Linked DNA regions of Danio rerio: region 2 is linked to region 1. A link is a contact called in public Hi-C data. All regions are on one chromosome and are shown on one strand. The core of a region is the stretch at or near the end of the contact, and the rest is flanking DNA. Distances in the headings are between cores, read along the strand shown. Region 1 holds the start of zfhx4 (zinc finger homeobox 4). Region 2 overlaps LOC137489241 (a long non-coding RNA gene).

Region 1 (6,593 bases), core at 2,559-5,058:
GAGAGAGAAGCCCCTTACAGTGTTCGGATGACCGCTTGCATGCATATGGAGGATGAATGTAATCTTATGGCCGATGAGCAGGATGATACAGATGGTGCATAAATAATGTATTAATTTTTTAAAAATATAAAAACTGTTGTTTATTGAATTTATTTGACCTCTCGACTCATTCACTCTACATTCTAGAGGCAACTTGGCTAATAAATGCGATGCATCTGAAAAACATGCACATGAAAGACAGCAGCGGCAGGAGGGACACATCGCAAATGAATTCAAATCGCACAATGTGTTTTGTGCATCTGACATATCATAGGAAGAAATCAAAGCACAGAAATTGCTCGCTTTAGAAACCCCAGCGAAGGGCTGTCAGCAGCTCCTCAACATCAGCGCTTTCAAACAAAGCTCACGGACGGGCGCTTACCTTATGCATGACAATCCATCGACTCCCTTTAACCAATCCACAATCACCTTCATACACCTCCAGCGTGAAGAGGAGACGCGCAGATTTTATTAACCCCAACCCCCCCCTCAAAAAAAAAAAACTGCTTTTTCTTTTTTCCAAGTGTCCTTAGTGCTGCCACTAGTGAAATATCAGTGCAAACAGACTCCAGCCTTTTTCTAAGACACCAAGGAGTCGTTCACAGCTGTCTGGCCCACGGGTGCATTTTAAATGTGAAAAAGCCTGAGATTCTTGTCCGTGGGGTTCAGAGCCGCCAGCTGACTTTGTGCAGCGCTACACACAATCCTACCAAAACCACATAACATGGCACACACTTACTTGAAAACATATAAACATATGAATAATTTGGATCATTCTTTTTAATGGGGTGGATGTCAGGCCTGTTGAATATTGCATGATCTATAAATCAATCAGCAAGCCTTACTGATTATTGTAATCAATAAGCAATCTGTCTGGCTAAACGGTTAATCAGACACTGACACATATGACTTAATTGTGTTATGAGTATTTTCCCTGATCTGATTTTTTTCTATTTGTATTTTTTAATTTATTGATTCATTTATTGTGGGAATTTAATCAGTTTCTTCTTATTTGCTGGTTATAGTCTAGATGTGAAGTCTAGATCACCTACAAATAGTGTGAAACGAGTTTCTTGCTGATATTTTAGCCGCTCGTGTGTGTTGTGTCCTGACATTTTGTTTTTGACTGAGTGCATTTAATTTAAGGGTGTGATATGGATGTTATGATACAAGTATAACACTGGATTCTGATGTGTGGGATTAAATGAGTCAATGTTTTGACAGATTAGTTCATTTGTTTGATTAATTAAATAGCTCAATGTATCATGTAGATCCATACAAAGCATTTGAAACACTTTCTGATCTCTTAATAGGATGCATGATTATATATATATATATATATTCACATGTAATCACTGTGTATGTGCAGTGACATAGCATTTAATAAAGCTAACTAATATAACAATGTCATGTCTTTCCTTTTTCTTGGAGACTGAGATTCAAGCCCCTTGACCAAGTTGACTGTGTTATCATCAGGTTTAGCTGATGGGTTTCGAATCTGTCATGTTGCCATGGTTTTGCTCTCTTGCCTCTCCTGTACTGACCAATGGTAACCAGGTAATCCGCTAAATAGAAAGCACCGCTACATATGGGGGAGAGGGCAGCTTCTAACCCGGAGAGAGGCAGGAGAAAACATCCAGCCATGTTAAAGACTCATTTGAACAGGGAAAGCTGGAAATGCAATTATCTAGCACACAAAAAGACAAATAATTGAATAAAGTTCATAAGAAGAAAAGCACAGTTTCTTTCTCTGCTTTAAAGCATTAGCCATAACCCAGAGAAATATACACTCTCCTGAACAGGGGCGATGGCTTGAACTGATATGTGTTCTGAATGATTCTGGTTTTAGTGTGTGTTTAAGTGCAGTTCGCTCAGTAGGTAGCTCTGGTCCTGAGGGGCTTCAACTTGTGTCCTAAGAAGGGTTTTAACTGCTGGCTTGTTTTTACTTCTAATTAATTTTCTGATTATTGATTGTTTGATTAATTAAGTAAATTATTGTAATGCTTTGCATGCACAGTTGTATTTATAAACAATCAGTGTTTAAAAAAGTAGGAACCATTATTTAGTTAATTACTGTATTTAAACAGTAATAATCAGATAGGATCACTATTATTATGATGAAGCATTATAATCAAAGCTGCCATTAATGATAATAATATTAATATTAATTTGTCATTAATTAGCTGATTATAGATTCACAGATCATTAGATTACTGTAATGAATCTGCATGTACATTTAACCTAATTAACTATCCAGAATTTCAAATAATAATAATTGCCATGCTTATTTAGAGAACAATGTTTTGTTAGGTAGATGATAATAATAACAACAACAGTGTAATAATAACAACAACAACAACAACAACAACAACAACAACAACAATAATAATAATAATAATTTACATATAATTAAAATACATTGCCTAATTTTATTAAATTTTAATATGTGGGTAATTAGAACTGTTATTAATGTTTTGACGTTGTGATTGACTTTGTGGTTGTCCAATATTTCTTTCTTTTACAAACACACATCACACACACACACACTGATCAAATTAAAAAATATATTATTCACATGATAATACAGCGTTACTTAATAACCAAAACAGTCGGCTGTGTGTTTAGGGGCTCAGAGGATGGAGAATCTCTGGCTTTAGGATAGATGGCCGGAGATGCAACTCCTGGCCGTTTGTCTATTAAAGAGGGATCAACAATGAAAACCTCCGCACCACGAGGAGCAAAGGGCCAAGTGGGAGGGGGCAGAGGGGGTGAATGGACTCAAAGAGAGGACCAAGTGTGTCTCTGAGAGTGTAGTTTAGTGTACATTTCCCGATGAGATCGACCAGCCAACTGAAGTCACTTTTCAACCAACCATTTTCCCCTCTCAAACGTCTCGCTAAATAGTCCACAGTCACTCTCATTGATTTTCTTTATCAAATAAACAGAATGGCACCGCGTGCCTGGCCGCCTCCCTCATCCGTGATCCCGGGACCCAGCAGCCGCCCAAGAGCTCTTGTGAATTCACTACATTTAAACAGCAACATTATAAGAATGACCACATTGATGGATGCCAATAAAACTGTTAGACTTCAGTACAGTGTGTCATCAAGCATATTAGGTAAGCATTTTAAATATTTATTAAAAACTGAATTATAACACGAAATAAATCTGAATTGTGATACATAAGCTTCGTTTTATTTTTTAATACAAACTGCAAATAGCAAAAGTTAGTGTTTTGATTTTATATAAAATAAAAAAAGTAAATGTTTAATCCCTCATTATATTCTTATTACCTCTGCCACTTTGTTTTTTTTTTCTCATGAAGGTGAAAGTCGTCTTGATACCAGTCTCGTGTCTTATATGGATTTTCGTTTATATAATCGATCGGAATGTCCCAATATATTGATCGAAAGTCCAGTGTTTTACAAACAAGCATTTGTGAATCTCGATTTTACGTTGGAAGTGATTTTGTCGTTGTCTACGCAAGCTTTGATTTGTGTTAAGCAAAAGGCATCTTAATAAAATATTAACAATACAAACGCACAAAGGCATCGTGCAATGTACTTAATATTCTTTTTTGAAAACACAAAAAACGTCCTAATTGTTCAAATCATGCTGAATGGCATGTCGTTGCGGTAACTATATGAAATTAAAGTTAGATAAGTCCGCATTGAGGGAGGCTGCACCCAATCCCCAACTTATTTCCCATTTTGTGTTCCAGCATCACCGCGCTCCGCTCTTTTCAATGACAATGTGCCAAATCTAGGCATTTTCAAAAGAGTTTCCATATGCTATAAGCGGAGCATCAGAGAGACAGAGGACACCGGGATGCCCTTTTATACCAAAGGTACACGCGATTTATTTTCTTTTTGGCTGGCGATTATAAACAAGACATGGAAACGCATAATGCAGGATTAATAACCTATTTTAAACAGATTGCGCGTGAAATATGCAGGTTCAGAGTAATTGTCATTTTATAGACAAAAGAGAGCTGATCGGATACAGATGACGGAGATGTTTTTATTTGCAGTGGATGTTAAGCATTTTCTTTTGTTTTGAAGAAAAATACGATATTTCGCAGTGGGACAGATTTGAAACGATTTGATATTTAGGGGAAATCTCTGGGAAAACCTTTCTTCTGGTGTAGTTTATACTTTTGTTGTTTTTTTGTAATTGTTGTTGTTTACGGAGTGTATGATCAGTTTTTTTTTATAATTTGCCACGTTTACCACATAATGTCACAAAAATTGATTTCATTACTAATCATTTGTGTTTAAATACATTTATATGCGTTCTTTCCGATGATTATGTTTGTTGTATTGCACGTAGATTTCCCCGTCTTCCAAAAATAGAGAAAACTTTCTTTAAGTGTGTGTGTGTGAGAGAGAGAGAGAGTTCAGAATTTTCATGGGATTAATTCTCCGTTAGCGATGCATTTTGGATGGGGTTTTATGCGGCTAAAAAGGGTCAGTTACTGTCAAAACGTGACCTCTCAGACCCCAGAGGGCGCCAGGCGGTTTGGGCAAACCTTTCATTTGTGGGGCAGGACAGTCATTCACTCATTCAGCACGACCAAAGAACCAAAAAGAAACCCCGAAGTCATTGTTAGACATCGTACGTTTTAGGAAAACAATTATAAGAAATCACAAGTCGCGAATTGTATGATGATTGCTTTATTGACATTTGACTTAAATCAATATTCATGCAGTTTTTAATAAGTCTCATAGACAACACTTCAAAATGTGTATATATATATATATATATATATATATATATATATATATATATATATATATATATATATGTATATATATATATATAGCTGACAATCAGGGAAATACATTAAAAATGTAAATAACACAAGCAATAGGCTGCACCTTTAAATGCAAGTCTTTACATTTCAAACTAGCGTTTACTAAACAACAATGAATTCAATAATAAAATTTAATACATTTGTATCTTAAAACATACAGCAATAAAATAACAACCTTTAATTAATCTTCCGATTAAATAGGGTGTAAATAAAGCTTTTTTGTCAGATAGCTTGAGAGAAAGAAAAGCATAAAGTACAAGGGAGGACATGATCACATTTGAAAGTGTTACAGTTTAAGATAAGCATAAGCTACCACTTTCTCTATTTCACAGCCTAAACCAGTTCAGAAGACAGCCAAACTCTTATAACTACGCTAAATGTATCCGTCAAAGTATACTTGCATAAGAGGTGCGACCTTTAAATCAATAGTTTTAAAGTCCTTCGCGGTGAGCAGCAGAAAACAGTCGTCAGTGGCAAATAAATAACCTTTACTCCGCCGCATTTGCTTTGCGTTTATATGAAGGTAAAATCTGAAGCTCTCCGTGTCCTATTGCAAGCTCGTCTCGGTCTTGTTTCTGTTCTCTCGTTCATCCTGCCGAAACACCACATGGGTCTGGCAGGCATGAGTCCCCCGAGGACTAGAAACAGTGGATCAGGGGTGAAGAAGTAACGCCTCTGTTGACCACCTCTCGCCCATCCAGAGACCCACAGTAGACATGCCAATCTAAGGGCTCGTGTTTTACTGCAAACACAGCTCTATAGCATCCTTGTCGTGCAATCCGGAAACAGAGCCTCACTCAATTCAACCCCTTCGATTTTTTCATAAAGGAGAGCCGATCTTTTGATTTTCTTCACGGTTAACGTCTTGTCGGGTCTGCTTTCAATAGTGACATTTTTAGGAAAGCCAAATTAGCTAATCAATTGAACCATTTACACGCGAGTTTAAATATGAACGAAACACCCGATGAGTCAAATATGTAAAGTTTATAAGCCATAGGGCACTTTACAGTATGGTTTACTGTGGGTTTTAATTCCGGGGCCCTACTACTGTCTGCTTTAAAGCTTTATTTTGACCTGTGTCTTATCGATAAATATTGTTCGAATTATTATTTTAATCGATTTTACTGTTGCAAGTCATTTTTGTTTGTTAAGCAAAATATAGCCTATAAAATGGTGCCAGTGCCCTTTATGTTTTATAAAAGCAAAGTGATGCTCACAAGCTGGATATTCTGGTAAAATACAATGTCTGGAAATAATTTTAAATGACACATAGGTTTAAACTGAGACGATTGTCCAATTAATCAGCTCAGCTATTGCAAACTATCAGACGGATAACATTTTTAATCAGCGACACCTGTACAACATTCATGTTTTTCTCATGCTTTATTATTATTATTTTTTACATTGCAATACCTTCACTTTATTAATACTTTTGTGTTGAAAAAATAACAACAATAAAAAATATTTCAGTCGTGTTGCTTTTTAGTCTTCAATTTTATAAAATTGTAATTAATGTTGTTATTATATTTAATATTTGGATATACGCTTAAAGTTATACCAGACAATGCTATACAAATGTTATAGCAAAATTAAGATCAAATAGTCTAGTTCTGCCTTTTAAAATCTACAATTTATCGAAGCTTGTTAGGTTATTTTCCATCTTTCAGAATTTTCTAGAGGAATTAGCATCATATTGTAAGTGCATCATATTTAGGATATAGGCCGATTGCTTTAAAAACAA
Region 2 (6,593 bases), core at 3,018-5,517, 310 kb before region 1:
CCGAGTGTGCTCTGGAGGTAAATGACCTGCCTGGCAGAGAGAGATTGGTGCCCAGCATGTCTCCTGATAAAGTCAAGCGCTTCTGCGACTTTGCCTCGCCGCATCTATTTGCACTCCATATTTCAACACGGCGCAGATGTAACAACTTCATTTGCCACCAGTCATAATTCTGCCCACCTACGGCATAATGAGGTGATACTGGTCATTTTAGACTTAGCTGCATGGACGCCTGCGGTAATTCAAGTTCCGAGGTGCTTGTCTCGCATCAGCACGTAAACAGAGGCAGATATCCAACTTGTGCGTCCAACATATGTGGAGATGTTTCACCGCGCGACGAGACCGAGTTTAAGGAAAGTTCCTGGCTATAAAATTTGACTAATGTTTTTAAAACACGACCCTGATCCCACAATTCATCTTGGCACATTCTGGAGAAATCCCACCACATTCTTCACTGTATTTGCAGGCCACCTCTGCGGGAAGCATTTTTGGGGCTTTTTTCCTCGTCTTTCTTTCGCAGATGTACGTTTCTTTGGCCCGAGCTGTAAATTGAAAACACCGGTTGTGTTGCTCTCTCATCGCACACCTCGGAAATGGACTTCATTCGTTCACGTGAACTTCCCATAACCCCTCATGTGTGAGACACTCATCATCTCGTGAAGGCCTCGTCGTGAAGGCCGGTCCATCACGACAATAGCAGGAAGAACCCGCCGAATGACACCGGCACCCTTCTACCCTCTGAGATCTGATTAGTTGCCTCCATACAATCTCGCACGACACAATGCGCTTTCATTACCCCACAGATGTTGTCATCTCTTACTCTCTCTCTCTCTCTTTCTATTTTTCCATCAGCTCCTTTTCTGAACAAGTGTTCATCTCAGAACTCTGATCAGCGGCCTCACTTTCATCAGTCTAATGCATGTGCCTATCCTCGGGCCCAATCTTGTGGCGGTTCAGCATGGGGCCTGGTCCTTAATCTCATTTCTTTAACCTCCTTCAATATTGGTTCCCCTCTGCGAGAGCCATCATGAAGATCCGGAACAATTCGTTTCCATATTGTAAATCACCTGCGGTTATGAGGAAAGGCATGGAGGAGCTGCAGGGGGCATCGGAGCTTCTGATTGGGCCCTTTGTTGGACTGACATCACCGTTCCTGATCCCTTGGTAGGATTCGAAAGCACCGACAAATGCATAAATATAAACATGTCACCCGACTTTGATCAAATATGTGTGTAAAAATACCAAAATAATGGTTTTATTTGGTGTCTGGGTGCACCGTAATCATGCAATTACAATAAGAGCCTTGTTAATATTCCGAGCTTCTCGCCTTCACAGTACTCAGGTGAATTAATTCGCTCAAGCAAACTCTGCTGATTCCGCTGCCCTCTCTGCCCCCACCCGGGTATTCATGCTTTTCAACTGCCACATTCGCTCCAATATCCTTTATACTGCAGGAACCCAGACTTTGCCTCCAAAATCAAATGCTTCATTCATTATTCATTCTTTGTGGATGACTTCCCCGTCATTAAAACTCCCACAAAAGCAGTTTTATGGCAAGGACTTGAGTTTTTAGTTATGGCGAAGCAATGAGTTGTCCTGTTTTGTATGTTTCTTTCTTTTTTTTTTTTACTTTGTGGGTCAGTGCACATTGTGTTTTGGAGCAGTTTTTCATTGCAATGCCATCATAAGTTAGTGGGGAATATTGTGGTTCTGATAAATGATTATTAACCTGTATTGCTGTAAAACAACATTTGTTTTCCGGTAAGACCCCCCCCCACCATTCTGTTGTGATTGCTTGAATGGGGAAGTTATTTGTTACAATTTTGATTGTCAACTCTAATTCTTTAGAGTTGTTTAAACTTTTTTGGGGGGACTTTCAGAACTTTTTAGATCCAGATTTTTATTAGAAATTTTAACCTTACCAAGCTTTAAAGGCAAAAAGTAAAACTTTAAATTTTGTAGTATATTTATTTACAATATAATTTTGTCTTTTAGATGTCTTTACTGGTACTTAAAGCATTGTTTTTAAAAAAAAAATATTTGTAATTTACATTTAGACTAAAGTTTGTAATTTGCATTTAGACAAAGTTAGTTAATCAAAGAATTAAGTGATGTGTATTCATTTGTGGCCAACATTTTGACAGCATTAGCGAATATTCTGTAATTTTTCACTGCATTAATATGTTTTTTATTATACTCAACAAAACTACTGTATATTTATAATATAAATTACTCACCATTGTTATTTTCTAATGCCACATGCTGTTAAAATAAAAGACATGTAAATAAATGAATTAATTCACAATGGCAGTGGATAAAGATCAGCATTAAGCTTTAAAAAAAGTTGCAGAATAAGCAAAGAATAAACACATACAACAAATGCATTGTATTTCATGTATTCTGGTGTACTATAGGTTTTCACCAAAAACAAACCATTTTTACTGTAATATTGACTTGACTAGACTTTGTGTTTATGAGACTGTTAGCATGGCAATTCATATAGACTCAACCAATAAATATAAAAGTGATACAAAATAAGTTTTTTTTGCGAATGTTTTTTTTCTTCCCATTTGGCATGTGGTATCAAATTCCATTAAAAAAAACACTCTTTCAATAAGGAAACCTTATATTCTCATTAAATACCTCACCTTTTCACAAGGCCATGAACAATATGTTTCTGAATGAAATTGAAACTGCCGAACTATCGAAAAATTAAACACTCGAAATTACTTGAAACTCCAGAGGAAAAAAAAACACCATGACGTTAATCAATCTATGTTCTTTTACATGTAAAAGAAGATCATGAAAGAAACATTTAATAAGCAACTCATGTAAACACCTTAATCATATTACTGTCTTATTCAGAGTAAGGCAAATAATTTGATTACTGATGTCCATGTTAACGTAGTCAATCACAAGCCCCAACCAAAAAAGTGTTCCCTGATTTTGATGATAGCCTTTTCACAGGTTAGTAGTTAGCTAATGTAATGTTAATTGCATATTGCAAATCTTAAATTCATGCTAACAAACAAATAATCAAAAGATATATTAATGCAATTCAGTTCAAATATGTAAAATATAAATTGATGTATACTTTAAACTTTTTTTATATTGTTTAATTAAAATGATTAAAATATATTTTTTTGAATAAAATATTTTTCTAGAGTCATCTACCATCACTGGTAACATTTTAAAAGTATCGATTTTGCACCAGTATTGAAATAACCCCAAATGATACCCAACCCTAATATAAACACTGGTTTAGACAGAAACAGAAAGAAGAGTATGTAATATTGAAAGAACACTAGAATGAGTGAACAGTTATTAAAATATATGAATTAATGGTGACATAAAATATATTAATATCTTTTAATTTGATTCTATTGAAAAAAAGAAGCCGTTGTTATTAAAATATATTATCAATGATCTCCAGCATGATTTAAGATGCTCCATTGCACAGATCATTTTGTTCTTAGTTTGACAGTATGTACAGAGTCACATGAATGTTTTATTAATTTTTTAATAGATGACCATTTATTTTGTACTTAACATTGGTCACACATCTATTAAGACAGATTGATGCACACCTTAGATCACACAGGTCATCTTGTACAATAACATTTACAAAGTCCGTTTGGTCATATGTCCACACAGCTCCAATTCATGACCTTTATAAGAATGTGCACTGTCTGTCTCAAGCTAACAGCCACTGATAGTCTTGGTCAACTTTGTTGCGCTCATGTTTGCTCAACGAATCCCAAGGAGCTTCTTCCCAGAGTGGGCAGAATATCCACCCTAAAACCCACTCCAGACCATTTTTCTTCCTGAAAATGTATGCATGAATACACTCAGCCACTCTGATTAAAAAAAATCACAATTCATTATTTCCCAACCAATCTGCATCCCTTTCCTACATTATACATGAATGAATAGCAGTGTTTTCTTGTGAATGGAATCAAATCCAGGTTCATTAATCAGTGAGGGCCCGAGGGGCCGCATTAAAATGTTTGTTAAACAGTGTGTCAGGCGGGCACGTTTGACCGAGAGCTAATATAAACAATGGAAGCAGCGGAAAAGGGTGTGTTAGAATAATCTACATAACCATTCCAGCGGCTAAATCACTCCTTGTTGGTCTTCCTTACGTGATCCGTGGTGCTCAAAACGCGTGACTTTAAATTACAGCGAGATTCTCGCGACTCTAAGCCACCTCCATTGTGGTGGCCCTCTCCCTGTCTTCATCAGAGCCGGCTGTCCAATGGGATTACTGTAAGCCTGCGGTAGGAGCAGCCGACCCGCCACTGATCAGAAATTCATATCCCTGGATGCTAGATTGCTCCTCTCCCCACATTGCCCTTGTGACGGCAGAGACTGCTGTCATGGTGTCAGACGAGCGGGGGGAAGAAAAAAAAATTAGCATTCACAGCCCCCCAAATTTCTCTGTCCAGCACATAATCAGAAAAGAAAGTGAATGAATAGTAATTCAGTCTGTCAGAAAATGAGAATCGCCGCGTCTCGGAGAAGAAGAATCTCTGGTCAGAGGAAGAAAAAAAAGAGAATATTTGTAATGGCTGTGGTTACAGCAAACCTCCATTTTGACTGACTGCCTGCTTTTGTCTTTCTTTTTGATTTTTTTTCAGTTTCCCTCTCATGTATAAACATGCTTTCAATCTACATATACGCATTTGAGAGTGTCTTTAGTGTTTGTATTGAAGCAAGTTCTGTTTGTGGACAATTCCGTAGGCCAAGCGAGTGCAAGGCAAAGGGAATTAATCACAGCCAGAGCGGGAGGTCACTGACTGGCTCCCGAAACATCACGGTTGGGTCATGCGTCTCGGGGCCACGGCTTCATACACACACCACCACACTGTCTTATCCCCCGTCTGCTTTTTCCCCGGTCCAAGAAGAGTCTAGCTCAACCCCAGACACATACGCGTGCTCACACACACTCACTCACGCTCAAACACAGTGAAATAGGGCGATTCAGAGGACGGAAACGTTCTGGTAAATATTTTTAAATATGTCTCCTCTCTCTCTGTCAAATTTCAGTCGGCGAGTTGCCAAAATATTGCATGAACCCTCGTGCCGTGTGGTTGTTTTTGACTATCTTGTCTCAGTGGCTGCTTGCAGTGTGCGTGTAATTTGGGTTAAATGGTGGTTGTTGTCGGTTAGTGCTGTGTCAGAGTTTGGAGTGCCGCTTTAGTAATTCCATGTGCTTGTAATTCTGCGCTGTTCCTGATGAGGGATGTATTGTTCTAGCTCTCGGGGTGCACCGACTGCCCATTGTAATATACAGCAGAGGCACCCTGTTATTTGCTTCAACTTAATCTGCTTGCGTTAATTCTCCTTTTATAAGTGCGAACGAGTCACGCTGGCTGACGTTTAGGGCGAGTAGATTTACGGTGGGCAGTCTTTCTTTTTTTTTTTTGGAGGGGGTAGTGGTGGTAATCAACCAGGGAGATCCATCATCTTTAATCACGCATGGAGCAGTGTTTCTCCATTTGCTATTGGCCAGTCAGGAGTGCACATTTGCATGAGCATAGAGTGATGCTTGCGACAATCGCAGTCAAACAATCATTAAGGAATGTAATTTGCTGGCGAAGGCGTCATTGCTTTGCTGATGCTCGTTCGGGGCAGTGATGTGTATAAGCTGAAATGTTCGGCTGAGGGGGTCTTGTGCCTGTTAGAGCGCACTTTCCCCAAGCCGAGTCTTAGCGTGGATGCTACATGGTAATAAGCCAGGCTTGCTCTCACCGCTCACAGGGCTTTAACAAACACAATGTCAGTCAGCTGCTCGTAGCGCCTTGATAGACATGCACATTTCCTGTGCTCCGATTCTCTTCATTTTTACTCCGCCATTTCCACTTGCATACTGATGAGAGAACTTGCTAGGAATGTAGCCATTTGTAATTTAGGATGTTTATTTGTGGTGTGATATGCTTTTAATTGATGTTTCTGATGCCATGATTTTGTGCATAAATCAGGTTGTGGTTGAACAGAATGGTTTTACGTTAGTCAAGGGTGAGCGATGCACTCTTTCCATATTCATATTCACGCACACCTACTAAAATACTATGATATATATGTATATATATTATTTAAATGTGTAAATTTTATTCTGTTTCACTCTTTCTCACAGAAACATCTGGTTTTGTTTCCGCAAGCACCACAAATTCAGAAAATATCTTTTGTTTAGTCATATGCGGAGACGTTTTGCAAATATGTTAAGTGAAAACAGATGGAATAAGAGATCATGGCATAATTGTTAATTATGGACTGGGAAAATGTTGTGCTTCAACTCGATATCCTGAGATGCATAAGATAAATTGTCCTCTTTTTGTTCATATGTTTTTTCTCATGAGTTTTAACAATTACAGACTTGACAGTATTAATTATTTAACAAATTATCCACCCTATCTTTTTAGTCGTCATACATTTTTTAAAAATATTTTTAAAATATCTATAATTTTTTATTTGAACCAGTATTTTTTTTTCATAAATGAAAGCGTTTTTCCTTAGAAAAAAAATAACGTAAAAAGGTCCTTTCTGGCTTTGGTTCCCAGCTGCATGCTGTAATATGAGGCATATAGGTAAAAAGG

The links. Hi-C and Micro-C count contacts between places; a contact is called where the count stands out from the background.
Region 2: a contact with region 1 is called in a Hi-C map of fibroblasts, with 4 times the contacts expected there. The contact joins the enhancer-like site here to the promoter of zfhx4 in region 1. A contact is called at or near these places in 5 of 18 Hi-C or Micro-C datasets (embryo, fibroblasts, hematopoietic stem cells and 1 more) and 1 of 4 datasets of contacts at active chromatin or transcription factors (embryo).

What each region holds. Positions count from the first base shown.
Region 1 is chr24:27,238,927-27,245,519 of GRCz12tu, reverse strand. It overlaps zfhx4 (zinc finger homeobox 4), which reads left to right and starts at 3,808. Exons shown (of 10, transcript XM_679268.11): 1 at 3,808-3,886.
Region 2 is chr24:27,551,390-27,557,982 of GRCz12tu, reverse strand. All of the region lies in intron 1 of LOC137489241 (a long non-coding RNA gene), which reads left to right. Among named protein-coding and RNA genes, the nearest start is that of hnf4g, 41 kb to the left of the region's middle. Within about 2 kb of position 4,267, at least 4 of the 62 cell types and tissues checked have an H3K27ac peak or open chromatin away from gene starts, as enhancers often do.